Regions from separate parts of the Mus musculus genome. Here all the other regions are linked to region 1. A link is a contact called in public Hi-C and promoter capture Hi-C data. All regions are on one chromosome and are shown on one strand. Each heading gives the region's core, a stretch centred on a gene start, on an enhancer-like site or on the middle of the called end of the contact. The rest is flanking DNA. Distances are from core to core; before and after follow the strand shown. Region 1 holds the start of Casq2 (calsequestrin 2). Region 2 holds the start of Sike1 (suppressor of IKBKE 1). Region 3 holds the start of Tspan2 (tetraspanin 2). Region 4 overlaps Gm40109 (a long non-coding RNA gene).

Evidence for each region. Promoter capture Hi-C pulls out the DNA fragments that hold promoters and counts their contacts. A called contact is a pair of places that touch in the nucleus more often than the background predicts.
Region 2: a promoter capture Hi-C map of embryonic stem cells shows a contact between it and region 1, with 2.4 times the contacts expected there. The contact joins the promoter of Sike1 here to the promoter of Casq2 in region 1. A contact is called at or near these places in 2 of 39 promoter capture datasets (embryonic stem cells and hippocampal neurons) and 2 of 115 datasets of contacts at active chromatin or transcription factors (both in embryonic stem cells).
Region 3: a contact with region 1 is called in a promoter capture Hi-C map of the SN4741 cell line, with 4 times the contacts expected there. The contact joins the promoter of Tspan2 here to the promoter of Casq2 in region 1. A contact is called at or near these places in 11 of 39 promoter capture datasets (the 3T3-L1 cell line, 3T3-L1-derived adipocytes, the SN4741 cell line and 7 more), 9 of 115 datasets of contacts at active chromatin or transcription factors (differentiating embryonic stem cells, embryonic forebrain, embryonic limb bud and 4 more) and 1 of 9 other capture datasets (embryonic stem cells).
Region 4: a contact with region 1 is called in a Hi-C map of cardiomyocytes, with 2.4 times the contacts expected there. The contact joins the enhancer-like site here to the promoter of Casq2 in region 1. A contact is called at or near these places in 5 of 39 promoter capture datasets (the 3T3-L1 cell line, embryonic stem cells, hippocampal neurons and 2 more), 5 of 484 Hi-C or Micro-C datasets (cardiomyocytes, cerebellar granule neurons, cortical neurons and 1 more) and 1 of 9 other capture datasets (liver).

The regions. Positions count from the first base shown.
Region 1 is chr3:102,082,941-102,089,707 of GRCm38.p6, forward strand. Casq2 (calsequestrin 2) reads left to right here and starts at 3,475. Exons shown (of 11, transcript NM_009814.4): 1 at 3,475-3,932. The coding sequence starts at 3,699.
Region 2 is chr3:102,991,476-102,998,242 of GRCm38.p6, forward strand. It overlaps Sike1 (suppressor of IKBKE 1), which reads left to right and starts at 4,265. Exons shown (of 5, transcript NM_025679.3): 1 at 4,265-4,492; 2 at 4,681-4,786; 3 at 5,768-5,910. The coding sequence starts at 4,334.
Region 3 is chr3:102,731,506-102,738,272 of GRCm38.p6, forward strand. Tspan2 (tetraspanin 2) reads left to right here and starts at 3,265. Exons shown (of 8, transcript NM_027533.3): 1 at 3,265-3,560. The coding sequence starts at 3,492. Tspan2os (tetraspanin 2, opposite strand) reads right to left here and starts at 3,912. Exons shown (of 4, transcript NR_040588.1): 1 at 3,723-3,912.
Region 4 is chr3:101,497,925-101,504,691 of GRCm38.p6, forward strand. Gm40109 (a long non-coding RNA gene) reads right to left here. Exons shown (of 2, transcript XR_867517.1): 2 at 4,003-4,735. Among named protein-coding and RNA genes, the nearest start is that of Gm40109, 6.5 kb to the right of the region's middle. Within about 2 kb of position 2,632, at least 60 of the 459 cell types and tissues checked have an H3K27ac peak or open chromatin away from gene starts, as enhancers often do. A contact at or near this core is called in cardiomyocytes, where this site is marked.

The DNA.
Region 1 (6,767 bases), core at 2,225-4,724:
CGATGATCCCCCTGCCTCTCCTCCCTCAACTTCTTTCTTGCATCAACTAGCCCATGGCCATCATGATTCTTCTGTCTTTCTTGACTGTTCTTGGGGGCATATTTCCTTGTGACATAGTGTATGATGTGAGTGCTCTCCTCATCAAGATATAAATTCATGAATCCAGGTCTACAGTGTGTCTATTCCCTATACCCAAAAGGAGGCCGATAGAAGATGTTTCAGAAAAATCTGTGTAATTGACCAGTAAAGAAAACACCCTGGCTTTGAGTCCCAGTTTACCCGTGAGGTGGATTATAGGGAAGATCAACCAGAATCATGTTCCTGGAATCATCTAGCCACCTTTCAAGACAGAACAAGTGGGAAGGGATGAGGTTGGGGGACTCTAGGTGTCCCATTCACAGAGGTAAGAAATAGAGGCTGTTAGAGAGCCACAGGCTTGTATTACAGTGTGACGGCGAACATTCTCTCTGTATTTGCTTGTTTATTTATCTATTCTTTCTTGCTCAAAATCAAAGGCAACAAAACTGAAAGCGCCTGTCATTCCTTGCACACATAACCAACCTCACAGGCTTCAGCAGACTTACACAGACCTATAGTGTGCTACATACCAGTTTGGGCAGCGTTGATGGGGACTGAAAGCTGATGTGAGGCATGAAGGTTGCTCTAGACGTGGCTGCAACATCCATGTTTATAAACCCCGTAAGGCTGGTGAATGGAACAAGAAGAGACACCAGGAAAACACGGAGGGAAGGCCGCTACCGTGTAGTGTCAGCCAGAAAAATGTGCTGCTCCCTACAGGGTGGACACGGGTTCATCCTCCCCACTTCCACCCACTCGAGGGTACCCACAGACCCTCCACTCTGCAGGGGTGTCAGAGACTGTGCATCCACCCTCCAGTGCGCCTGCAGGCCCCTCCCAGAGTTCCCCACCTACAGGCACTTCTCACTGGAGCTGTCAATCGAAGCCAGACCTGAAAGACAATTAAAAACAAACAGCTCTCCCTCAAACCTTTCCAGTCGGTAGTAAGCCTGGCAGAAGTGAAAGCATTCCAGAGACTCCTTTATCTCTTAGTCTGTGAAACAATGGGCTCCAAAGACATGGAAATTTCACCGGAAATCTCAGACTAGAAGAAAGGAAGGACAACAGCCAGAGAGGGAACTTATCTCCCAAGAAGTCGCCACAGGATTCTAACAACTTGTTAGACCACCCTACAGGACGAGCTGGGAGCCCAGACAACAAAGTGCCAGTGATGGGTGGGATCACACAGGTAGGGCTTCAGTACCCATCCCCACATGACTTTTCTCATTCTTTTTATCTTTTCAAATATGCACTGTCACCTACATTTAAAGGGTACCCAGAGAATACTTAGGTGGCATATCCCTGGGCCCCTATTTAAGTTTCAGTCTCACTTCAAACCCTGAACGTGGACTTGAAGAGGTCACTGTATCTCTTTGTCCCTCTTCCCAGTGTGCACACATCGACTAAGCTCCCCACTATCAATTTGACTCTTTTAATTGGTTTACTGAGAACAGATGCTGGATCCAACTTGGGGCACAGATTATGATGCCCAAGTTTGATAGCAGGTGAATAAGAAATGCAAAGACCCTGGCGTTAAAGGTTTCAAAGAGGTAGGGTGGTGGGGGTGGGGAGAAATGAAGCAGCAAGGGAAAAGGAGACAGTTACATATTGAGGAAAGTAGAGCGACTTCTAAATAAAGGTAACCCCGTGAGACAACGGGGGACAGTTTGCAAAGCTGACCTCAAAAAGACAAAACATCCATGCCCACCCCACCCACCTCACCCCCTCCGCACTCCACCTCACCTATCCCACCCACCCCACCACACCCACACCCACCTCCACCTCACACCGATATTTTCTAAAGAGGAATCTTGCAGGCTTGGCAAAGACTATCACTCAAGACTCTCCATTTAGACAGCCCAGAGACTGCATTCCTGGGAGAACGGTGACCCTGGGAGGACAAGAGAGCAGTCAGGGTCATCAATGCTGGACTCGCCAGGGCCCTGCTTACCTGCACATGGCAAGTTTACAGAGCTTTCATGGCAGCAGAGGGCCTCAAGTCAGACAGGACACTGGGATTAGCTTTTCCTTCTGGCCCCTGGGAAAGGTGCTGGTGGGATTTCTAGCACAAAGAAGATAAACCTTGGCCAGGCTCCCAAGCACCACTATCTCCTCTGAAGAGCACGCAGACAGAACCATCATCTGACCAGAAGAAAGTACCAAAGAGTCACCCGAGGGGTACTGGCAGGGGATCTGCTGAACAAGAAGCCACACAGCGCAGAACCCTAGCTTCTGCAGTGTGGCGGCTTTGAGAACGATGATTCCCAGACACACCCATGGTACAGGGTCCGCCTAAGTCAACTCATCTGCACACTGCACGGGAATCAGGTCTACACAGTTGGCTGGCTGAGCTCGTGGAGAGAGTGGGCAGGCCAAGCTTCACACATGATATTAGAAATGGACGAATTATTATAACGCCCGTTCCATCCTCTCTAGTGAGAGGGAGCCACATAGAATGGCTACTGTTTTCAAGGGCTTGCTAAGTGCTAGGCTCTTCTCTCTGTGTGGTCTAAACACCAGGGTTACAATCTCCCCCACTCTAAATAATGGGGATCTGGGGCTCAGAGAAGCTGCAAGGTCCTCCAGAGTCAGCCAGCCACCAAAAAGGCAGAGTGGAGATTGCAGCTCTGGTCTGTCCCAGCTTGGATAAACTGCCTATCTCTCTCTGTTGCTAATGAAGAAAGGAACAAAACAGTGTCTTGTCTTAAGAGCTAATGAGGGTGGGGGTGGGGTGGGGACAGGACCTTGGCAGAGACCCCAAGGATGTTCCTGCGGTGACCGGTAAACTTCTCTAAAAATTGACTTTAAAATAGATCACCGGCTTCCCTGCCTCCCACAGCTGCTGGAAAAGGAAGTGGGCTGGATCCGCTACCCGTCCTCTGTATGCTGGGTCAGTAGGAAAGCATGTCTCTGTGTCCCTGGCCGGCAAGGACATGTGGACGTGGTGCTGCCAGCACCGGGCTTCCAAGAAGACCTAGAAAGGCATGTGGAGAGTGTGCCTGTCCTCGGGGGGAACAGAGCAGCCGGGGAAAGGCTGCAAGGCTGTCCTGGAACCGACCAACACAATGTCTAAGTGGGATTTTTGATGCTCTAAGCGTTCGTGTTCTTACTGGCACCATCACCCCTTCTTGCTTTCCGTTCTCATCCATCCCCACGAGTTTCCTTCTTTTCTTTGACTTTTGGTGCCCCTTTATTTCACTTGCATACGGTCCCTCCAGTCTCCTCCTGTCTGCTGTCCTTCTGCCGCTGACACGCTGCATGGACAAATCCCTCAACAGTGTCATATCTGACTTTTTTTTTAAAAAAAATTATTATTCATTGCATGATTTATTTTTAGCTCGAAACAACTGCATCCTAAAAATGGAGTTCTTAATGAGACAGAGGCTGGGAGAGCTATGTAAGGTATCTAGGGCTTGGCCTCCCAGCCCGTGCCTGGCTCTTGCTCTGTGCGCATGTGTGCATTTGAGCCTCCACAGTTTGTTCTGAGCCCACGACTACACAGCTGCAGGACCAAGGAGGTGAAAGCAGCCTCTTTGTTCCCTCACCAACATCTCTAAGAACCTTCCATCCTGTCTTCCATGATCTCTATTCTGGAGACTGAGAAGCAAGACTTTTCCCAAATGAAGAGGATTTACCTGCTCATGGTGGGGGTTTATCTGCTGTCCCTGAGCGGGGCAGAAGAGGGGCTGAACTTCCCCACGTACGATGGGAAAGACCGAGTGGTCAGCCTTTCTGAGAAGAACCTCAAGCAGATGTTGAAGAGATATGATTTGCTCTGTCTCTATTACCACGAACCTGTGTCTTCAGACAAGGTCTCACAAAAACAGTTCCAGCTGAAGGAGATTGTACTGGAGGTAAGTTGGGGGGGGGGGCAGCAGCCTCCTGTATGAGAGAGCATTAGTGACAGTATGGCATTTAACAGGAATATGGGAACAAGGGCATGGAGAATTTGTGCAGAGCTCTCCTGTGTTACTGTAGTCTCACATCAATGGAACTTTTTTTTTCTGCAGAAGTGGACTCTGTGGGCAAACTCTTAAGGTGGAAGGGAGTGAGGGGGTTGCACACTGACCCTTCTTTATCCAGGGAGCAGGGCAATCATTGCTCAGGACAAACAGCTGATGCTCACCCATGCAGAAGCAGTGCAGGGCAGAATGAGAGGCCTGGCAGCCAGGCTCCAGACAATCTATCTAAAGCTCTTCCCTTAGAGGTCCTGATTCGTCAGGGGTTCTTTTCCCACCTGCCCCTTTTCTAGAACTTTCCAGCTATTGTTAAAAGCCACTGGTTTAAAGGAAACCGAGGGATTTCCTATGAGTCCCTTCAGGGCCGATTCCCCATGCTCTTCTCAATCCTCTCCCTTGGATCTGGAAAAGCCAGGGTCCTTTGACCTTGCCTCTGCTCTTGGTCACAGGGAGAGCGACCATGTCATTTTCCCAGGCAACTTTAGAGTGTGGGTGTGTGCTCTTCTGGACTGTGTATTCATTAACAGACAGGTGTGGTTTTTTTTTTTTTCCTCAGAAAGTTCTTGATGTGAGTTTTGAGCCTACACTGAAGTAATTTCTTATTTTATCTGTATTACATGACCTGTTGGTCATCTGGCACTGGGGGTGGGGATATTTCTAATCCTTTGCAAGTGCCACAGAAAGACTCTGCATCTCCTCCTGGACAGCTAAAGGCCACTGACACTTCAAGAATACCCATGCTGCCAAGATTCCTTCCCAGTCCCCATGGCTGGCTCAGCACACAACTACAGGGCTGTGCGAGAATTAACCAGACAGTACTTCCAGGATATTCAGGCTAATCAAATAACACAATTAGCAAACTCACCATACAAAGACCAGGGAGATTTAGAGTCTCAAAAAACGACTATAATAAAATCCAGCAAACCACCTGAATATATCAAAGTCACATTGAAAGAGGGAAAAGAGCATTTCATAATTCAAAATGTCCCCTAATCAGCCGGGTGCTAGTGTTTAAAAATATCTCCAGAGCCATCCTGTTCTTCGCAGGCTCTATCTGCCCTGGGGCGAGGGCAGTGATTTTGCCCCTTCTGTGGGAGGCAGATGGAGGGGAAGTGGGCCCTAAGGCTGTAGAGGCAAGAAAAGCAACAGGCTGGGAGAAGAACAGAGCTGGAGCACACTGGCTGCACAGCTCATGAAATGGACACATCATCACTGTGGCAACTGCCATTCTCAGGCACTGAGATCCTGTCTTATGAAACATGTCGCTGAAAGCATAGAAATTCTATTTGGTAATTTCATCACTGACTCGTTAAGCTAGACTCAAAGGAACTCCTCCATGGCCAGGGCACGGTGACAGCCATGCCTTATTAAAGCGCACATGCACACACATCACTGCAAGTATGTCCCTTGTGAATACTTAGTTCTGGGACCCCAAACAAAACCATAAAAAGGGACCACCTTGGGCTCTACGTCCTTCCAGGCACCCTCCTGTGAGAGTTCTGGGCTAGCAGAGATTGGTGAATGGAAGTTGAACATCTACTCTGATGTCCCTCTGGGAAAATGTAAGGGAAAGGGAATCTAGGAATGGTTACCAGGAACTCCGAATGTAAGTTCTGGCTTTGCCCTACTACACCACACATGTGCCAGAGCTGGCAACTGTTTCTTGGAGCTGCAGTTTCTTATCCATACATATGTGAAGGTAAGGAAAACCCTACAGGTTCTGAGTTAATAAGGTTGATGGTTTATGGAACGCTCGCTGGGCAGAGACTGTCGAAAGTACTTTGTGTGTCTCTGTCAATCACGGTGTGAAGTGAGTAAGTGGACTCTCTCCACGTTACAGACTGGGGGAAAGACAGGTTTGGGGTCCAGTGTTTTAATTATCTGACAGTCAAAGGGAAGAACATCGCAGGATCTTTTCAGGGTCTTTTCAGGGTCTTCTCTCCCACGAGAATGGTTAGATGTCCTTCACTTAAATAGTTAGATGATAAGCTCGTTTCTGGGCTGGGTCTCTTATTAACCATGTAGCACAAGCTTCTTCAGAAATTTGAAAAAGAAATTGAAGAAAATTCTTCAGAAATTATATATATATATATATTAATATATATATATTTCTTTATATATATAAAGAATGTCATAAAACCCCTCATGGCCAAGTGGGCATGGTCAGTATTCTGACAGCTGTTCCCATTGCTTTTGCTGTGCCTTAACGTGCAACTCTGGTCAGAATTACAGCCTCTACACAGCTTTGTTTCCTGCCTTATTCTATATCACTAAAAAGTTTCATGTTTGTAAACATAATGTCAGCACCAGCATAGTATTCTGTTGTATGGCTGTGCACATTTCAAAAGATCATTTTCCTATTTTTTTATAGAGTCTGGTACAATTTTCAAAGCCTTTTAAAAATTAGTCTGTTTAAACTTCCAAAGTTTTAATGAGCATTTTGGGGTTTTGTTGTTCGTTTTTTTTTTGTTTTGTTTTGTTTTTGTTTTTGTTTTTATTTGAGACAGGGTCTCACTTTACTGCTCTGGCTGACCTGGAACTAACTATGTAGACCAGGCTGGCCCTGAAACTAACAGAGATCTGCCTGCCTCTGCCTCCTTCGTTCTGGCATTAAAGGCATGTGCCGCCACACCTGGCTTGGAAATTGTTTGCAATTCACGTATTTTTTTCCATAAATGATTTATCTATGCCATTTCCCTATTTTTCTATTGACATAATTAAGGAGAGAGT
Region 2 (6,767 bases), core at 3,015-5,514, 910 kb after region 1:
GTTACATTTATTTTGAGCTGAGGTCTTGATATAGCCTAGACCAGCCTCTAACTCAAGTGTGACCCAGACTGGTCATAGGCACATGATCTTCCTACCTAGGTCTCCCAAGTACTTGATTCCCAAGTACAGACATGGCATATTCTACCACGTCTGGGTTCTTCTCTCTTTTAGATGTTAAGTCGTAGGCAGGGAGTATAGCTGAGTGATACAGCATGTGCCTAGAACCTATGAGGTTCTAAGCTCAGTTCCCAACACATAGGAATAGAAAGAATAAAAATTAGTTATTTGTTATTTAAAAAATTACCATTATTAAATTTTTTCTTCTTGGTTTTTCGAGACAGGGTTTCTCTGTATAGCCCTGGCTGTCCTGGAACTCACTTTGAACTCATTGGCCTCGGACTCCCGAGTGCTGGGATTAAAGGCGTGTGCCACCACGCCCGGCTCATTACTAAATTTTTAAAAATTGGAGAATTTTAAAATATAATCTATGCATCTTTGTGTTTTGTTTTATTTTGGTTTTGTTTGTTTTTCAAGACAGGGTTTCTCTATGTAGCCATGGTTGTCCTGGACTCACTTTGTAAACTAAACTGGCATTGAACTCACAGAGATCTGCCTGCCTGTGCCTCCTGAGTGCTGAGATCAAAGATGTCCACCTCCATACCTGGCTATTGGTGTTCATTTGATAAAACTCTGTGAAGACTAAAGTAATACCTGTAGCTGTTTGCCCATGCCTAAAACACAAACAGCCAATGAATATCCAGTATTGCTGTGATGATGGGGGTGGGGTGGGGGTGGTGGTGATGATGACGGTAAGATACTTTGGGGGATGGAAAGATGCCTCAACAGCCAGGTAGTGGTCGTAGTGTATGCCTTTATTCCTAACATTCTTAAGGTGGATTTCTGACTTTGAGGCTAGCATGGTCTACAGAGTGAGTTCCAGAACATTCAGAGCTACACACACACACAGAAACCCTGTCTTGTAAAACAAACAAACAAACAAATGAGCCTCAACAGTTATAGCCGCTAGCTGCTGTTGCAGAGGACTCAGATTCAGTTCTTAGCACCATAAAGCAGCTCACAGCTGTCAGTAACTCCAGTTGCAAGGGGGATCTGATGCCCTCTTCTGGCTTTGCTCTGGCCATACTGCATGCACAAGTGCACTTCCATGCATACAACTGAAACACTCAAACACATAACATGTAAAAATAAAAAATAAAAATGTAAAGGTACTTAGGTGCGTTGGGTGGATATGCTCAATTTAATTGTATTAATTTTTCCCATGTGGGGCAGGGGGTGGGGACATGCCACAAAGTGCATGTTGAGGTTAGAGGACAGCTTGCAGATCCAAGTTCTCTCCAATCACATTGGTCTCAGGATTGAATTTAGGTTGTCAGGCTCAGCAGCAAGAGCCTTTACCCTCCAAGTCTTCTCGACAGCCCTGTTTTTATTCTACTTAATAAAGATGATACATTAAGTCAAATCAACCAGAAAAATCCCTCTTTTACTTTTTAAAGGAAAAAAAAAAATGTCTGATGATACCCAAAATGCTGACATTGTGTGGGAGTCACTTGACATTCCTTAAACTTTACTAAGAATACTGACAATCCTGAAGCCTTGCGGAAACAATGGCAACCATCCAGAGAGGAATTCACCCACACAGTCCCTGATGGGCCCCATGGAAATAGCATAGCTGACGTCATAACCCTGCCAATGCGTTCCACATACACAGAGACTACTCACTGTTTTAAAGGCTTTTTATTTATTTAGAGAAAGTAAGAGGGAAAGAGGGAGGGGTATGGGAGGAAGAAGGAGAAGGGAGGGAGAGGGAGGGGGAGAGAGAGGAGAGAAATAGAGTGCTAGGTGCCTGTGTGGAGGTCAGAGGACAACTCCTGCGCATAATTCTTCCCTAACAACATGTGGGATCCAGGAGTCAAACTCAGGCAGTCAGCCTGTATGCAAGAGCCTCTATCTGCTAACCAATGGCACTCATCTTACTTTTTAGCATTTTTTATTAATAAGGGTTTGGGGACAGAGGACAATTTATGGGTAAATCCTAGCAATCACCTTTACCCACTGAGCCCTCTTGCTGACCCGCAAACAGTTTTATAAAGAAAAAAGTAAGCAAATAAACTTATCCAACTCAATTTTCCAATTTATTAAAAGCTAAATTTATTCTGTTCATAGAAATTGCTGTTTAGAGTGGGGTTTTGGTATGGTTTGGTTTTTTTGAGGCGGGGTTTCTCTGTGTAGCTTTCGTTGTCCTAGAACTCACTCTAAAGACCAGGCTGGCCTCAAATAAGAGATCTGATTGCCTCTGCTTCCTGAGTGTTGAGATCAAAGGTGTGCACAACCTCCCAGCTGTGGTTTATACTGTAGAATTAAAAGTCTAGTGTATCACTGCCTTTTGTCCCCACATATTTCCACAAGCCCTGCCCCTTCTATACTCCTATTTATGGTCATCCCAAGACAATAAAGACCAGTAAAAAATGATGTAGAGTTCTATGCACTAGAGAGCTGTAGTTCTTGGGTGTGTGGCACTGCATGAGGGAACTGGCATTTCAGTTGTGTGTCATTGTATCCCTAGGTATCACCCTAACAGCCACTGCCACACTACACAGTGTGTTCTTCAGTAGTTTTGCTTACAGTCCCAGAGTTCTACAATCTGCACAATCTAACCTTAAAGCATTTTCAGCATCCCAAAACACCATAGCTTCATTTTGAGACCCAAAGTACTAGTCTCTCTCTTTTCTCCTCTCTTCTCTTTCACTCTTTCATCTCTCTTCTCTCTTCTCTCTCTCTCTCTCTCTCTCTCTCTCTCTCTCTCTCTCTCTCTCTATCTCTCTGTGTTTCTCTGCACACTTGCACATGCACCAAGTCCTTGAGACAAGACCAAGGGCCCAACAGCTACAATCCAATATATAAATGTAAGGAATTAAGAGTTAAAGAATACCAGGGAGACAAGGGGGGGAAACTAAGTGAAATGTTAGAAACAAATAAACTAGCCTGTTCACAGTTGGGTATTCTCATGCACGGTGGCTGGGAGCATCAGGAGAGGCCCCTCCCTTCTCACCTGAGACTTATACTGCTGGCAACCGAAAACTTGTCCCCACTTCAGCCCTTCCTAATGTCCTAACCTATGCCCACATGCCTTAGGTAAGTTTATTTGGGCTACCAGTACAACCTTCAAGTGTCCCCCAATTTCTCCAGAACTGAGGGGATCTTTACCCCTTAATGTCCAGCTCACATAATCTGAGCCCTCATCCTGTGTGACTTCAAGGGGGTTGTGTACTCCTCAAGTATTTCTAAGAGTCCTGGGAAACGCTCCTCACAAAACGTTTGCAAATATATCCTGGTCTTTGTTGTAAACTTATTCGAGGCTATTATTCTGTTTTCCCAAAGTTGTTTTCCTTCCGAATGAAAATTATTTCATCTTCCCAGAGGCAACCTCTTAACACAGTTTTGTAAGTGTAAAATTTTTACAATAGGCATTTCCCCAAATCACAAAAGTACACCAAACATCACGTGTTTCTAAACTTTACATCTGAACTCAAGATAAAAGAGACTGTAGGACAGGGAAAATGATTCTTTAAAACACAGCATTACTACTATTCTACTGTCCTAGACTCTTTTGGACAAAAATATTTTAGGAAAGAATTCCCTGTCAGCCACCGTACTCGTTAAACACAGTCAGCCATAGTGCTGTAGAATAGCAGAATAGCTCCCAAATCAAAAGGCTTCCAACATTGCACTAAGGAAAGATTTTCCTTTGTGTATGTGCACACGCGTGTGCATCTAACTGATTGCATACACAAGTGCAGTTGTGGAAGTCAAAGGACAACCTCAGATGTCATTCCCAGACACTGCTCACCGTTTAAAGGAAGAAGGGAGGGAAGGAAAAAAGGAAAAGGGGGAGGTGAGGAGAAAGAAGAGAAGAAATGGAAGGAGGGAGGGAGGAAAGGAGAGGTTCCGGTGTATTTTACCACTTATTGGGGGTGAGTATCTGTTTCATCAGTTTGTTACAATCCCATTACTAAATAACAAACTACATCAATCAAAACCAGAAGAAAAGTTGAACTAAGACCGGAACAGAAATAACTTCGTGAAAAACCAGGATGTGGCACCAATCCGACCTCTGCTGCTCCACCCTAGAAAGGCTAAGGCTGTGGCGAAGCCTGAGGGTAACCAAGAGTCCACCTCTGCGCAGGCGCCGACCGAGATGCCACCACGCCTTTAAAGTGCACCCGGAAGTGACGCGATTCGCGCTGAGCCAGGGCCGGGTAAGGTCTGAGCGAAGCGCCTAGGCTAGCGGGCCCGGCGCGCCTCCTCGGCCACTATGAGCTGCACGATCGAGAAGATCTTGACGGACGCCAAGACGCTGCTGGAGCGGCTGCGCGAGCACGATGCGGCGGCCGAGTCGCTGGTGGACCAGTCGGCTGCGCTGCACCGGCGGGTGGCGGCGATGCGGGAGGCGGGCGCCGTGTTACCCGAGCAGGTCGGCCGGGGGCCGAGCCGCGCCCAGGGGTGGACGCTGCGGGCGGGTGGGTGGGGTCGCGCGGCCTGATTTATCTTGGTCTGGAGGGCAGGGCGGATGTGTGAGCTTCCTGTGTCGTGGGTGGGACTGCTGCCTCCTCCGCAGCACCTGCCCATGTTTACAGTGCCTTAGTCTGTCTTTCTGTCCAGTATCAAGAGGATGCATCCGACGTGAAGGACATGTCTAAATATAAACCTCACATTCTGCTGTCTCAAGAGAATACCCAGATTAGAGACTTACAGCAGGAAAACAGAGGTTAGTCAGGCGTGTGTGTGTGTGTGTGTGTGTGTGTGTCTAGGATTTTTTTTTTCTGGTAATACTACTTTGGACATTCTTACACAAGTGCCTGAACAGTTCACAAGCGTGCACATCGCATACATATATTTAGATCAGTGCTTCAAGGGTCAACTGGTAACAGTAAAATCTGTTAGATTGCTCTTTTAAAAGTCTTCCTGGTTGATGACCTTGAAAGATGTATTCAGTAGTTTAGCAGAGTTGAATTGTTAGATGGCTGGGGAGTGACCACATACCAAATGGAGGCTTCTATAACTAAAGTTCATAGTCTCCAAATGTAACATTTCGATATTAGAGTGAACACTAAAGTTAAGATCGACGTTTCTTTAATGTTCCTGTGCAAGATGGAAGGCTAGAACTTCGTCCCCCAAATACATAGTCTTAGGGTTGTTGATGACAGCAGGATGGTAGTTGTCTGATGGAGCCCTTTTACATCTGCCATTCCACTCTATGCCCCTGACCAAGTATTTACACAATGCAGCTAAGAAACAGGTTCACAGACACCAGTTGGAACCAGCCAGAAGGCCTGAACTGCCAAGCTGGAGGATCTGAGGCCATTCCAAGGGCCTACGTGGTTTAAGGAGAGAACTGACTCCTGGGGGTTCTTCTCTGACCCGACATGTGCCGTGGTTCACACAAATCAACAAAATGTAGTTTTTTTTTTTTAATTTTAATGAGCTCATTTTTGCTTCTGAGAAGTCAATTAGAAAACTGAATTCAAATCCGTGCCTCGTGATTACACGTCCCATTTTATTTGCACAAGACTCTACTGCCTAGAGAGTTGGTTTTCAGGTACACTGTTCACGTCTGTGGGCTTGAATACTGATTTCCAACTTTGGATTCCCAGTGTCCCGTGGAGTGTCTGAGAGCTCCAGCTGTTAGGAGGTTTGCCTTGAGACCAGTCTTAGACGTCATTGTCCAGATGTTTGCTTTTGTTGTTAGAACTGTGGGTTTCCTTGGAGGAGCACCAGGATGCGTTGGAACTGATCATGAGCAAGTACCGGAAACAGATGTTACAGTTAATGGTCGCTAAGAAAGCCGTGGATGCCGAACCAGTTCTGAAAGCTCACCAGTCTCACTCTGCAGTAAGAAACACTGATAAATAAATTGTAAATAAACTGAACTGAAATCGTGGGGTCGTTCCTTTGTTTGCAGAAAACAGTGTTCCTCTTTCTGCATATTTTCATAATCACTCTGAATTTGGCTGTGGCTTTGTGAAGACATGAATAAAGGAAGGGGATAAGGGCCTCTTCCATCCTTTAGTGGTCAAGTTACCTCCCTCACCAGGGATTTCTTTTCAGCTTGACACAGAAAGATTGAGAGTAGGCCATCCTGGGCTACATAGCAAGTGTGATACCAGCTAGTGTTGAAGGCATTCAGTGACTGCTTAGCTGATTGTTGTACATTCTATCGAGCCATAAGTTTTATAGTTCCAAGGGCATGAGTCGGATTTTATCCCTCGCTTCCACATAGCAAGCAGTCACTAACTTCATCAAATGACTCAGACTGTGTTATGGGGGGAGGGCTGGTCTTGTTCCTTTGTTTTATAGCAGTTCCTCCTCTTTGATCCTTCACTGTTTAACTTGGAGGAGCCAGCAATTACCTTGCAGTTTGTAGGGTGTTTCCTTGCCCTATTTTAGCTTTTACTGTAGTAATTAATTGGAAGCAACTATTTACTACAGTGAAAGATGCACCACGTTTCATCTTCTATCGTTAGGAGTTTTAGGCAATGGAATGTTTAAAATATTTGAATGTTTTAAATATCTAAATATTTGAGTTGTCTGTTATATTACTTTTGGTTGGTTGGGTGGGTGTTTTGTTTGTTTAGGGTTTTGTTTTGTTTTTTGCAGCTAGGTCTCATTTAGCCCAGGCTGGCCTCTTAACTCCTAACCCTCCTCCCTAGGCCTCCCAAGGGCTAGGATTACACGTGTATGCCACCACA
Region 3 (6,767 bases), core at 2,015-4,514, 650 kb after region 1:
TAGCCAGACAGTGGTGGCACACACATTTAACCCCAGAACTAGGGAGGCAGAGACAAGCAGATCTCTGTGAGTTGAAGGCCAGTGTGGTCTACAGAGTTCCTAGACAACCAGGGCTACACAGAGAAACCCTGTCTTGAAACAAACAAAAACTAGAAACACAGTCGAACAGCTGTACATATAAGTAAGGAGACGAAAACAGGATGTTTATTGGGAAATCTACATGATGGTGATATGGTGTTTGCTGCCTGATATTTTGAGCTTGTTTTATATCTAGAAATACTAATAATAAAATGTTGCAGGGGACGAAGAAGAGAAAATATTTTCCATAATCATTTTTTTGTACATGTAGTGCTGTAGCACAGTAGCGCTGGCAATCAGTTTAAAGGTTAATGTCCTTGTTGTGACATTTAATGTATCCATTACTTGAATATAATAATGTATCTTAAAATTAGGTAGGATGCTCTTAGCCATGATGACATAGGATACACACACATACTAAAATCTGAAGTCGATCTGGAGAAGTGGCGGGTGGTTAAGAAACATGCTTCCTGCACTTCCACTGGACCTGGATTCTGTTCCTACCATCTTATCAGGTGACTTCCAAGCACCTATAACTCCAGCTTTTGAGGATCTGACAGTCTCTTCCAGCCTCTGTGGCTACCTGCACACACACACACACACACACACACACACACACACACACACACACGCACTCACACTCACACGAGGGTGGGGGGGGTGGTCTAAAAACTAGAGTCAACAGTAGCTTCGGAATTGGAGTAATGTCATCTATAGCCTAGAGTTTTTTCAACATCCTGCTTTGTTGTCCTCAGTGTTGGGTCTGTCCTAGCCTGGTATCAAGGATACAACTTCAAGCAAAAGTCTATGCCCAACAACAATGAGAAGAGAGAGCAACAGGTTCCCAGGAGCCACCGCTCCCATCCCATTAGCTTCAACACCTGTCTGCTTATTTTCTGAACTACAAGGGTAAAGGATTGCCTTAAGTTGGGGAGTAGTGGCTCACCCTTATCTTAAGCCAGCCCTGCAAAGCAGCCTAAGACCTAACTTTGTGAAGGGGAACTTTTATGATTAATTTCAATCAAAAATTTGATGAGCTCTAGAATCAGCTGGGAGACACAAGTGAGGTAGCTTGGTTAGGTTAATTGGGGTGAGACCTGCCCACTGCAGGTGGCACCATTCCCTAGGTTGAAATCCTGCTCCAAAACCAAGCATTTATAACTCTCTGATTCTTGACATTGAATACAATGTGGCCAGCTCAAGTTCCTGCTGCGGTAACGGTAACTTCCATCGCTTGAACTGTGAGCTGGTTCCTCCTTTGCTGCTTTATCACAGCAACAGGAAAAGTTACTAAGCTAAGGGTTCAGTACATACTGCAGATCTAAAAGTGTCACGTTAGGCATGCAATGAAACATTTCTAGTAAATGCACAAGGGTTACAGGATGAGAGAACAATGGATTTATTATATATCATAATAGGAATTCTGTTTCCAGAGACTACAGAATATATAATCTGTAAATATTACAGACATAAAATTCAACAATGTAACACAACAGTATAATATTACTGTTCCCTCAGTTGATTTACTGAATGCCTACTGGATAGTAGAGACCACTTATTAATTTAGTTCCTCTTTCAAAGCAAAACCAAGGTGAGAGAGAGCTATAAGTGTAACTGAAACCAGGGCTTCGCCTCCGCATACTTAATGACTTCATCTTTGTCTCCAGTTCACTGTTACTACCAGAAGCAGCACTTTCATTTGCCTTCTCAGTTTCATAAATAAAATTCACTAGCTTTTCAAAGATGGAAATATGCCTGACTGTAACACGGAAGAAATTGAATGAATGGTTGGTGAGGTCCTGGCTACCTTATATCATAATCTCATGTGCCTCACTGATCTCACTGTACATATATTAACTCCTTAATCTTCACAACTCTTTTGAAGCAGGTTGTACAATCTCCATACTGAGATGGGAAAGAGAGGCCCCAAGATAATGGGGTAATGTGTCACATTAGTCAAGTGCCTGCCCTCTGTGATTTGTTCTGGTGAGCTCCTGACTCCCCTCACCTTGGCCATCTCTCTGACTCCTGCTCCCAGGCTAGGTTGTACTTCCTCTGCTTCCTCCCCTGACCCCCTGCTCTCTCTACTGGCACCTTTTTGTTTGTTTGGTTTTGGTTTTTTGAGACAGGGTTTCTCTGTATAGCCCTGGCTATCCTGGAACTCACTCTGTAGACCAGGCTGGCCTCAAACTCAGAAATCTGCCTGCCTCTGCCTCCCAAGAGCTGGGATTAAAGGCGTGAACAACCACTGCCCAGCTACTGACACCTATTTTACAAATTAGGATCAGGTCCAGTCTTCTTGAAAAGCCTTCCTTAGTCAAGGCAGAAGCAGTCTCTTGCCCAGCTCCTAGCCCACCCACCTCACCTTGTTCCAAAAATTTGCTTACAGATCTGTGCCCTCCAGTAAAGATGTGATAGCAAGCCTGGCATTCTTCTGGTGTCCCCAGGGCTTGCTACTATGCCTGGCCTATAATTGGCACTTAGAGTGTTGCTAAATTAATGCACAAGCTCCCTGATTTTACACTTTCCTGTCTCCCCCGTGCCGTCTGACACCACATATTGTAGACACTTAGTCAACTGAAGTGAATGCCCGATTCTTCACCAGTCGCCTAGCTTAATAAAAACAAAGCAAAACAGAACTCGCTCCCTTTCCCTGATCTACACATCTCAGTCTAGACCCTAAGAATCTGGACTTCTTTCAAGGCCCCCGATCTATCAAACCTAGCAGGATGTGAGTGAGAGGTCTGACTCCCTTTCCCTGATCTGGTGGGCTGGACTGGGCAGGGTGGGAAGCAGTGTCAGGGCCCAGGGCCTCCGCCTGGCGCGCCTACTCCCAGTTCTTGCCTATTAAGGTAACAGTCCTCTAGGAACGCAGCGGCAGGAGGGAGGGTCCCCAGCAGCGGCCTCCGCCCGCGGCCTGGGCGCTTGCAGGACTCTGCTTAACTGCAGCCCTGGACACTCTGCCTGGCGCCTCACCACAGAGTCTCTACCGGCTTCACCGATCCTATTAGCTTTACCATCTGAAGTCACCTCCCTAGGTTTCCATAGACACGCAGGATAACTTCAACCATCATCGAGGGCCTCAAGGGAGTCTGGGCACCCGGCACTGATTAAATGGACCCCGCGTTCCGGGTGGGCGCACATATGCTCGGATAGCTACAGGAGCCCAAGCCCACCAGCGTGGACGAAGGTGGTGCTACCTCCAAGGGCCGGAGCGGGTGCGTGGGACCGGGATCTCCACCCCAGGGCGCCCCAGCCACAGCCAGCTGGCCGCTCGCGACCAAATCCCCGCCCGCAGACCACGCCCACAGGTCACGCCCCTCCCAACCCGCCCCGCCCCTCCACCGGCGCCCGCCGCTCCCGGGGCTCGGCGCGGGCCTGGGGAATCGGGAGCCCGCCGCCGGGGTCGCAGCATGGGGCGTTTTCGCGGGGGCCTGCGGTGCATCAAGTATCTGCTGCTCGGCTTCAACCTGCTGTTCTGGGTGAGACCCGAACCGGCGGGCCGGTTAGGGGGCCAGGGTCCCCGGGGAGGTGACCGCAATAGAGTTGGGCCATAGGAGAGGGCAGGATGTTCAGAGGCGCTAAGCAGACAAAGAGGGAGGGGACATATGGAGGGGGATAGGACATAGAGAAGCTTGAGCTACCAGAGGTGATGAGAAGAGGAGACACGGTGCGATGCTCCCCCGAAAGAAGCCATCATCTTCGGCGGCATCGCCCGGCGGGTGGCGCCAGGTGCGGGGATCTAGCGGGCCCCAATATTCCGAGGGCTGGGGGCCTGGCGGCCCGTGCTCCCTGCATCCTGCTGTGTACACACACCCACTTCTCGCGCTGCCTTCTCTGGGGAACCCGGCGGCCGGGCCAAGGCTCTGGGAGGGAAATCCCTACCGTAGGGCTGCCTGGGGTGGCGCCCCAACCAAGAGTGTGCGGACACGCCGCCTGGCTCTGGTGGTTTGTTGGGAAAATAACGGACAGTAGAGAAAATTGAAAGAGTGGGGAAGATCGTCCTTTTCTTGGGCATTGGCGGGGGGGGGGGTCTTCTGGGTGGGCAGTGGTGGGTGCTCTTTTACGAGGGGTTGGAAAATGGAGGGATTTTGGAAGAGCAGCAACATCCCCCTAGGGTCCCTGCGTACAACCAGTACTCTTGAAATGATCTCATTCAACTTTGCAGGGTGGTGTAGACCTGGCAGCATTCCCTGGGTAGAGATGCATAGAGACAGCCAGAGAGAGTGCCATGGCCCCAGTCTACTGTGTTAGCAGGGCATAGTTAGAGGTGTACCATCCCTGGAATACTCTCTCCCGAGCCCTGGAAAACGGTCAGAGGCCCATTCTGCACAGTCCCTATTGGCCTTCCAGTAACAGAATGCCAGCCAGTGTAGCTGCTCAGATAGACCCTGAGGGAAGACACGAGTCTCGCTTCAGGGGATGTGGGTAACTGCAGGAGCAGAGATGCTTTGGGATGCTTTGAAACCACTGGACTGGCCGCGATGGTTGTCCCATCTGCTCTGAGGAGGCTGGATGGACGATAAGTAATAAATTATTGAACGATGGGCCTCACTTGTGACTACCAACCCATCAGCCCTGAAGCCTGGGTGACTCCAGCAACTCTAAGCTCTTCAGAGACTGCGTGGCCATGACCAACACTGGCTAGCAATGGACAGTCTGGAGGCAGTACCTGGGGACATCCCCTGTATTTTAAAAATACATATAGACTTTGTACAACTTGGCTTTTACACCCATCACACTCCAGGAAGAAGACTTTCTGAGCGCCCTTGTGCTGTATTGTTTGTTTGTTTGTTTGTTTGTTTGTTTGTTTATAAGTCTGGCTTAATTTCGAAGGCTGTTAATTATAGGTGCCATGTTGCAGTGACACCCGTTACTCTCACTGCTTACAACATACTTTGTGTGAGCCAGGGAGGGAAGTCTCTCAGGCTGGGTTTAGTGCTTATTTTGTGCCAGCTTCTCCAGACTTATCAAACCTTTGCAGTGGGTTAGGGACAGTGCGCATGTGCAAGCAGGGCATCCCCATCTTCATAGACGAAGACGTGGGGGATCAGATAGGTCCCACAGCTGTTGAGTGGCAGAGACAGGACTCAAAGGCTGCCTCCTCCATCTTCATCCTGTGGGAGGTTCAGTCACCCAGCTGTCCTCAGAATGTGGCTCCTGGGTCAACAGCATCAGGGCTCCCTGGGGAATTTTCAGAAACATATATTTTCACTCAGCCCGGCTCGCTGAATCAGACAGTGTTGGGGAGGAGCCCAGCAAGCTATTCTAGAAGGCATCCAGGTAATCTGAACCCACGGGCATGTTTCAGAATCACCATCAAACAACTACTAGATAGATGCTGTTCCCAAAGCTGCTACTACAGCTAAGAGAACAGCCCACAGAGAACAACAAAAACAAAGTAAGGCAGGGTGACCAAGTGACAAGCTTCACACCCGGGTCACAAGCGCAGGGATGAAGTAGCACTCCAGTGAAGTCTGAGTGCCTGTCACTGAGATTGGAGATGGCCTTTTCTATATGTGATCTAAGTACAGAGTTCAGAAAAGCAATCCCAGTACCAGCGAGGACCCTAAACAACTTCATCTGAGAGATATCGGAGCTCAACCTGGGAGAACGGAGGTGGGCAGAGGGAAGCCACCAGATGAGGAGCAGAGCAAAGGATTGTGAGCCATCCGAGAGGCAAAGCCAGGGGGGGTCTGAGGGCAGAGATCCAAAGCATGGTGTGCTTAGATGAGGGGGCTTGCCAGAGTCAGTGTGCTCTCCCTCCATGCCAGAGTCAGTGTGCTCTCCCTCCATGCCAGAGCCAGCGTGCTTTCCCTCCAGGATTGCCTTCCCATCTGTTCAATTAGATGGACAGAGTTGTGCTGAGGACGTGTGTGATGTATCCTAAGCCAGCCTTATATAGTAGGGGCTTGAAGTTATTTGTTATTCTTGTTATTAACTGTCTGGCATACAGGAAGTGTTCAGTAACTAGTATCTGTCTTTCTCCTGGTGTCCTGACTGTTGGCAAACAGTATCTGTGTATGCCAAGTGACTTGCATGTGACTTCTTTGGTGGACAGCTATACACTATCCTCTCAACTCAGACTTGGCTTTTTTCCCCCACTAACATTGCCCACTCCCTGAGAGCAGGGATTTTTTTTTCTGTTATTTTTACATTCATTTCCCTGGCCCCTAGAATGGTGCCCAACACAGGTACTGAGTAACTAACTCTCTATAGTGGATTAATGAATCCTCAGGTTAGATACCTGGATTTAAACAGCTTTCTTGACTTTCAGACATCAGCTGTCAACTTTATCAGGAGAGCTGACATGCCTGTGCCTGTTCATTGTGGAGATGTTGAACTTTGCTCTCATAGACTGAGTCCAGGAGAGCTAGGAGGACCCAGCGGCTCCCTGAGAGAAGGTGGGCCGTGGATGGGCAGCAGGTATACTCCGCTTTCCTGATAAAGTGAAGGGACAAACTGAACCTGAGAGCTACCAGCTTGGGGAAGTGGATCGTATGGGAGAATTATTCATATAGAATCCAGTTCCACAGAGGCTCTGCCCTGGTTTCTAACAGGTTTTGTTTTATTTTGCTTGCTTTTTTTCTGATTGGGGAGCTTTCCCAGGAAGGAAGCCCTCAGCTGGGACTTGAGTATCTTCACAAACCCATAGATGTCTTCCCTTTTGAGGTCTAGGGTCCCCGCCC
Region 4 (6,767 bases), core at 1,382-3,881, 590 kb before region 1:
TGCTCCCTGTGGCAGGCTATGGCATGCTTCCTTTCTCTTGTACACTCAGGGTAGAAAGCTAATAAGAACTTAAGAGTCATCACTGTAACATCTGCCTCATGACTGGAGCTATAGAGTCCAGTTAGGAGAGAGGAAGCATGCGAGGGCTTCCTCGGCTGCCCCTGCTCTTCCTGAGCAGGCAGGGGACCCACTTTCCATCCAGGCTCTGGGTAACAGGGCAGAGGAAACAGGTGGGAGAAACTTTATTCTGACCTGTCCTAAACAGAGTCCTCCCAGCCACCACAGGCCACAGTAGACCCGTGTGCTTCACGGTTGCTAGCCCAGGCTTGAGCTTTGTGAGGCCTTTGCATGGCGAGGGTACCTTCAGGTTTCAGAAAGACTTCCAACCGCCTCCCTCACTGAAAGAACACTTTGGGTGGGGAAAAAGCTACCTGTTATATGCCGCTGTCTTAACCAGGACTCATGGACACACTAAGCCCACACCTTATCCCCATGCCCTGTCCTATGCTCTGTCCCCACAGGTCTCGGGCTTGCTGGGTTGAGTGATCATCTTCTGGTGACATCCTGAGAAGTCCTAGTATGAACAGACAGGTATGGCATAGGGTGCCCTGCTCCCGGGGGTTCTCCTAGACTTCCTTCCCAGCAGTGACCAGGCCCTTGGGGTCATGTCTAGGCTGGTCAGTTGTGCATGTCAGAGCCCAAGCTGGAAGAACCATGATGTCAAAATCGATGCTTCTCTCTGACTCAGACGATGAACTCTGTGTGCACATCAGGACACACACTTCAGGACACACACTGAGCCTTAGGTAGGAAGTGGTTATACAAACGAGGCATGCCAAGATGGACGGGTCATTTGTGTAGAAAGCCATACTCAACAAACTCATTGTGAATGGGGAGGAGCTAAGCTCCCCACCCCCATCCCCAAGGCGCATAGGCAAGGTCATGGTTGCTGGGGGAGGGCCAATCATACTTCTCTGTTGTGGTGTAGCCATTGTTGCATTGTCCTTGATCAAGTAAATTCGTTCCAATGCACATGTAGCCAATGAGAGACCCCAAACAAACACATGAAAGTGTGAGGGGGTGTTAGATGGGAAGAAGGGGGTTGGGTGAGTGAGAAGAGATAAAAGAGAAAAATAGGAACATCGCAAAATACAGTGTGTGTGTGTGTGTGTGTGTGTGTGTAAGGATAAATACTTATTTTCTAAAAGCCACACTCAGGCTGGGGTTATAGTTCAGTGATTGGTAGCTCACTCATGGTGGACATGCATCAGCCCCAGGCAGTGGTTTGACTATTCCATGCTCTGGCTCTGTCTGGTACAGAGGCCTGTTTAAACAGTGAGAATAAAATGTGTCAGGCTGAACTGACTGACAAGCAGAATGTTTTATTTCTTTTAAGCTGTGTGTGTGTGTGTGTGTGTACCTTGCCTGCTCCTATCAGTGTTCCTCTATAGCACCCATTGTTCTTAACTGAGAGATGGATGCCTGGGCAGGAGCTGTGAATACTAAGAAGGGAGAGAAGCCTGCTCAAGGCCTGGAGTACTTGGTTGACCCCTGCTTCATCCCCCTAAAACTGGCAAGGGGCAAGGGACAGTTCTGGGCAGGGCAGTATCAACATCCCTTACTACCCAGGAAGGACTGGGGAGAGGACTGTGGTCTATGGCTAAAGGTGAGATAGCCAGCCGTCCCTGTGCCTTCTGGGTCTTGTTAACAAAATCGTGTGGCCGTCTTATGGTCTCTCGAGTAATCTCTCAGAATACATTTGCCAACCACTGGTATTTTGGTAATTTGGTATTTTCCATTATGGGAAGAATTCTACGGCTCAAAAAAAAAAGCATTTTCCATTCCTTTGGGTGTTTCAGCGTATGGCTAGTAGTTGCATTTGTTCATGAACGTTTATAGGGATTGTGTACTATCTAAGGCTGTAAGTCAGAAGTGTAAGCAGAGAGAGTTATAGAGGTGGAGGTGGGGAAACAGGAATTCTCTTGAGACTGGCTGGTCAAGTCTTCGTTTAAGAAAAGTGGGCTTCAAGCAGAGCCTGAAGGGCAGATAAACAAAAGAGGGCAAAGAGAAGATGTGTGTGGGAGAGACAGATTCAAAAGGGCAAGCATTCAGCAATGGCTAGGGCCAGCACTCTAGGAGGAAGCCAGTCACCAGCAGGAAAGGGCAGAGCTTTCCTGACACTGGGCGTGTGTTTGCCTGTCAACATGGACGCAGGATGGCATCTTCAGTGGCCAGACGTTCAGTGGCCAGACGAGCGCTTTCACTTCTGGGTATTTATATTTCCCCAGCTACAAAATAAGATGTGGTGATAAATGCTTATCTCAAGGGCTGTGGGGAGGATAGACTCACAAGTGACATCAGGCAAAACACCTCCAAAGGTAACGGTCCCTCCTACCTGTCTTAGTGCGTTGGAAATGTCACACTTGAGACCTAAGGGGATAAGGATCCATGTGCCCTTTACAAGTAAATACACAGACTGGTCAATGGACGGGGAATCTGTTCTCTCCCAGACTGTGGGAGAGTTGACGGTGCATACTGTCTCCGGATGTTTGATTTCCTGAGCCTCTCCTGAACAATGCCACCACTGTCCTGGCACCCTTGGCAAGCGGTCCCATGACAGCCAGGTTCTTGTCACATGTCATTTTCCTGGAGTGAGTCACTGGAGAACCGAGCTGTAGTCATGACCTTCAGCAGAGGGAGGTGAAAGTGGCCCGGAATGAACACAGAGTCGGACTTGGCTTCCTATTCCCTTCCATGGACATTTCGCCCCAGGCCTTGACCTTGCAACTCAAGAGAGTAGGACCCTACTATGAGTGGTATAAACTAATATCCTGCCTCTGACCTCCACACAAAGGGCCTTTGAACCCCTAAGATCTTATCTCTTCCCTTCCAATCTAGCCCTTGCAAGTCTGAGGGAGACTGGAGCTGTTAGAGTCTTTGGTCCCAAAGGGTAACCAGGAACACTCTTGGGTTCCCTCCCGAGAGCAAGCAGGAGTGACCAGACGGGGCAAAAGCTCAACTCTGTGGTCTGACTGCATGTCTTCCTTCTTCTAGTGTGGAAACATGCCATTTATTACCACAGACACAAAGCAGAGCTCTGCAGCATGTACGTCTGTGTGTGACTGTTATGATCTAGCTCCCAGGACGAGATGTGATCTCTGTGGGGGTGATGCCTTCCTGGATAGCTGTGTAGCAGGGGGAGAAGAGGTCAGCTGGTAACCAGGACTCGTGAGTCCATGCTCCTCTATCTGTGACCTTGGGATATGACCTTGTCCAATCTTCCTTCTCCGAGACTGAGGGTCCACATCTGAAAAGTGATTTGTCTCCATCACTGAATTGGAATATTTCCACCATTCCGAGCTCTAATTTTCTTGGCTGCTCAAACACAAAGCCTTAGAGAGAAATACGTAAAGGTGAGACATAACTATAACTGCATAGCTGTGAACCTTGCATGTGAGAGACAGAGCCAGGCTACCTATCGGGACCTCCTCCTCCCCCTCCCCCTCCCCCTCCCCCTCCTCCTCCTCCTCCTCCTCCTCCTCTTCCTCTTCTTCCTCCTCTTCCTCTTCCTCCTCCTCTCCTTTCTATCTCCTGCTTTCCCACCCCCTCCCTTCTTCCCCTTCCCTCTCTCCTTCCCTCCCTCCCTTCCTCCCTCCCTCCCTCCCTCCCTCCCTCCCTCCCTCCCTTCCTTCCTTCCTTCCTTCCTTCCTTCCTTCCTTCCTTCCTTCCTCCTTCCTTCTTTTCTCTCTGTTTCAAGACAGCATCTTGTGTAGCCCAAGGCTGGCCTTTGGCTCACTCAGTAAGTAATCAAGCATGATATTAAATTTCTGACCTTCCAGACTCCATCTCCTACGTTCTAGGATTACAGGCACATGCCACCTTGCGTACGTGCTGCTGGAGATTGAACCCAAGGCTACACTTATGTAAGTCGAGTATGTTATTAACTGAGCTATAATCCCAACCTGGTTCTTTCAAAAAGGAAAACAAGATTTAAAAAGTAAGTCCTGAGAGAAGACAGCAATCTTTATCAGTACCAACTCCATACCTCTCAGCTTCCCATCTCCCCCAAACACAAGCCCAGGAGGGACTCCTGTTGGCAGACCCTACATTTGTATATTCAAAAGGAGCTCAAATGCTTGTTCCCACAAGCTGTAAACAGCCTAGCCAACTTTATGAGTTCCAGCATACCCAGCAGATCATCCACGAGCCATGCACAATTCAAGGCTGTTTGACATTTGTTTCTGGTTTTTTCCTATGGCGCCCTGGCTTCACTCTGCACTCTGTTCTTCAGATGTTCTCTGAGCCCCCGAGGAGGCTGGCGCTAACAGTGCTATTACAGATGCTGCGGATAAGCCGGTGCAGCCTGCTCTGGGGAAGCTTGCCTTCTCCTCGTGGGGAACAAAGAAGTTCTTACCATCCCGCCCCAAGAAAAACAAAATGCAGCTTCCGGGAGGAGGAAGCTTTGCTGCTGAGCCTTGTGAGGTGGGTAGACTTCTTCGGAGTTTTTGCCAAAGGAAGAGAATGTGCCGAGCCCAGGGCAGAGGCACAGAGTAGAGATGCAGTGAAAGCCACTGGTAAGAACAAGTGTTCCTTTGGCCGAGCTTCAAGTGGAGCTGAGCTGAGCTATGAACCTTGGGCAGAGGCAGAGTCAGTGTCTCCAGGATTCCAGGACCTTGGACTTGGGGGCATGAACTGGCAGTCTCCACCAGAGCCGCATAGTGATGGGAGCCGGGTCCTGGGAGAGTAATGTACATCATGTGTGAAGTGGGAAAAATCCAGGGGACAGCACTACAGAAAATCCAGGCCTCTAGTCCATGAGGCTAAGGGGCCATCATGTTCAGTGGAGAGACCATTTAATTTGGATATGAAAGGGCCACTCAAAATGGCATGTGTGTGTATTAGGACAGTGGTCTCAGTTGTTAAGAACAAGTACTGCTCTCGCAGATGACCTAAGTTTAGTTCTCAGCACGAATATTAGGCCTCTCACAGACACCTGAATCCCAGCTCCAGGGTATCCCATGCCATTTTCTTGCCTTACTGGGTATTTGTAGGCACGCACATATAAACACACACACACACACACACACACACACAATAAATCCTTAAAACAGGATAATGGATTGGAGGCTTAATCCCTAGCTTGTAGCAATACCATGAAGTAATCAGATCTTTCGGGTACAATCTTATCAATTAGTTAATTAATCTCTTGATGAGTCATAGCTAAATAGACTGTTGGGAGGTGGGACCCATTTGGAGGGAGTGGGTCTCTGGGGGTGAGCCTTTGTAAAGTATAGCATTTCCCTCAATGAACCCTTGGGCTCCTCTACCCCAGTCTCTCTCCCCTCTCATTTTCCTCTCTTGTTCTCTACCTTCCCCACACAACCCTTCTTCTGTCTCCCTCCCTCTTCCTCTGGTTGGTTCTCTGTGCATTTCTTCCTGGCACTTCTGAAGTAAGTAGTTTTCCTCTACCAAGCCTTACCACAGAGCAAAGCAACAGGTCAGCTGCTCACACCTGAACGTTAACTTCTGAATATTAAGTTGTTTACCACAGTATTTTGCCAATCATGGATGGTGGCAAGAATTAGAAGGAAGGGGCAGCAGAGTGGTCAGCCCAAGGCAGGGAAGATGCTGCAGTTGGGACCTAGAAGCCTTCCCACATTAGGCTTGGTGAATGGTTTATCCTGCTTTGGGGTGGGACACTGTTGTGCAGAGGTTCCTGAGGGAGTTGTGAGCTGGCTTAGAGGAACTGACCTCCTCCTGTCTGCTTTACTCTCTAAGAGAACCCTTAAATCTTAGCCAGGCATATGCATCCTACTTGTATTTCTTATACCTACATGAAGACACATAGCTACATATGGCCATGACCTGATGTCTAGAAACGAGTATTTCCATAGACTAGAAGGCAGACTCCGATGGCTGGAGCTCCATAGCTATCTTGAACCATGAGGTAAAACTTCGTGCCTGGAATGAGGGAGCCATAGAATGCTGGTTCACAGTGAAGGAAGCTTTCCTACGTCTGGTCCACCCTGTTGAGCTCCTGACTTTATTGACATGGGCGAGAAATAACTGTCGATGCTGTTCATGCTTCAGTCTTCTCTCTCTGGCACCAAATTCATCCAGTCTTAAGTCTCTGTAACAAAGCACAGAGAAATGGGGACAGACACTCATCCAAACTGTCTCAGAAGAGAAACGTTTGTGTCCACAAGACATCATCTTCCACAGGTCTCAGCTCCCTAAAGTTCCAGTCACTCATCCAAACACTGAGGTGTGAGTGCAGAGTCTTGGAGGCGGGAGATTTACAGACTCGAGGCCACTGTGGCCTATAGACAGTTCTCCAGTTCTTCAGTGCACAACAAAGTCGTCCTCTCTTGTAGGAGAGCTCATGACCTTTATGTCCCCTTGGCTCATCCTCCTGGATGGACACTCCTCTCTGTTTCCCTGGATCCTAGGCAATCTGGTCCTACCTGATGTAATTGCTCTTCCAACTGGGGGCAATAGAATCTAAGGCAAAGCTGGGTATTGTACACACCTGTAATCAAGGTAGGAACACTGTGAGTTCAAGGTCAGCTTGGACTTCACAGTGAGGCTCCCCATCTCTAATCAAAAGTAGGGACACTGGTTCTTGAAGTTGAAATTGGATGTGTGCACTGCCTTTTGTGAGCTGGACCTTGTAAGTGACTAATGGCCTCTATACAGAAAATCTTTCGGGTTGCCTCTGAGGTTTGTACTGTTTAGCTCCTTAATGGTTTTTCAATTCACGATGCGGC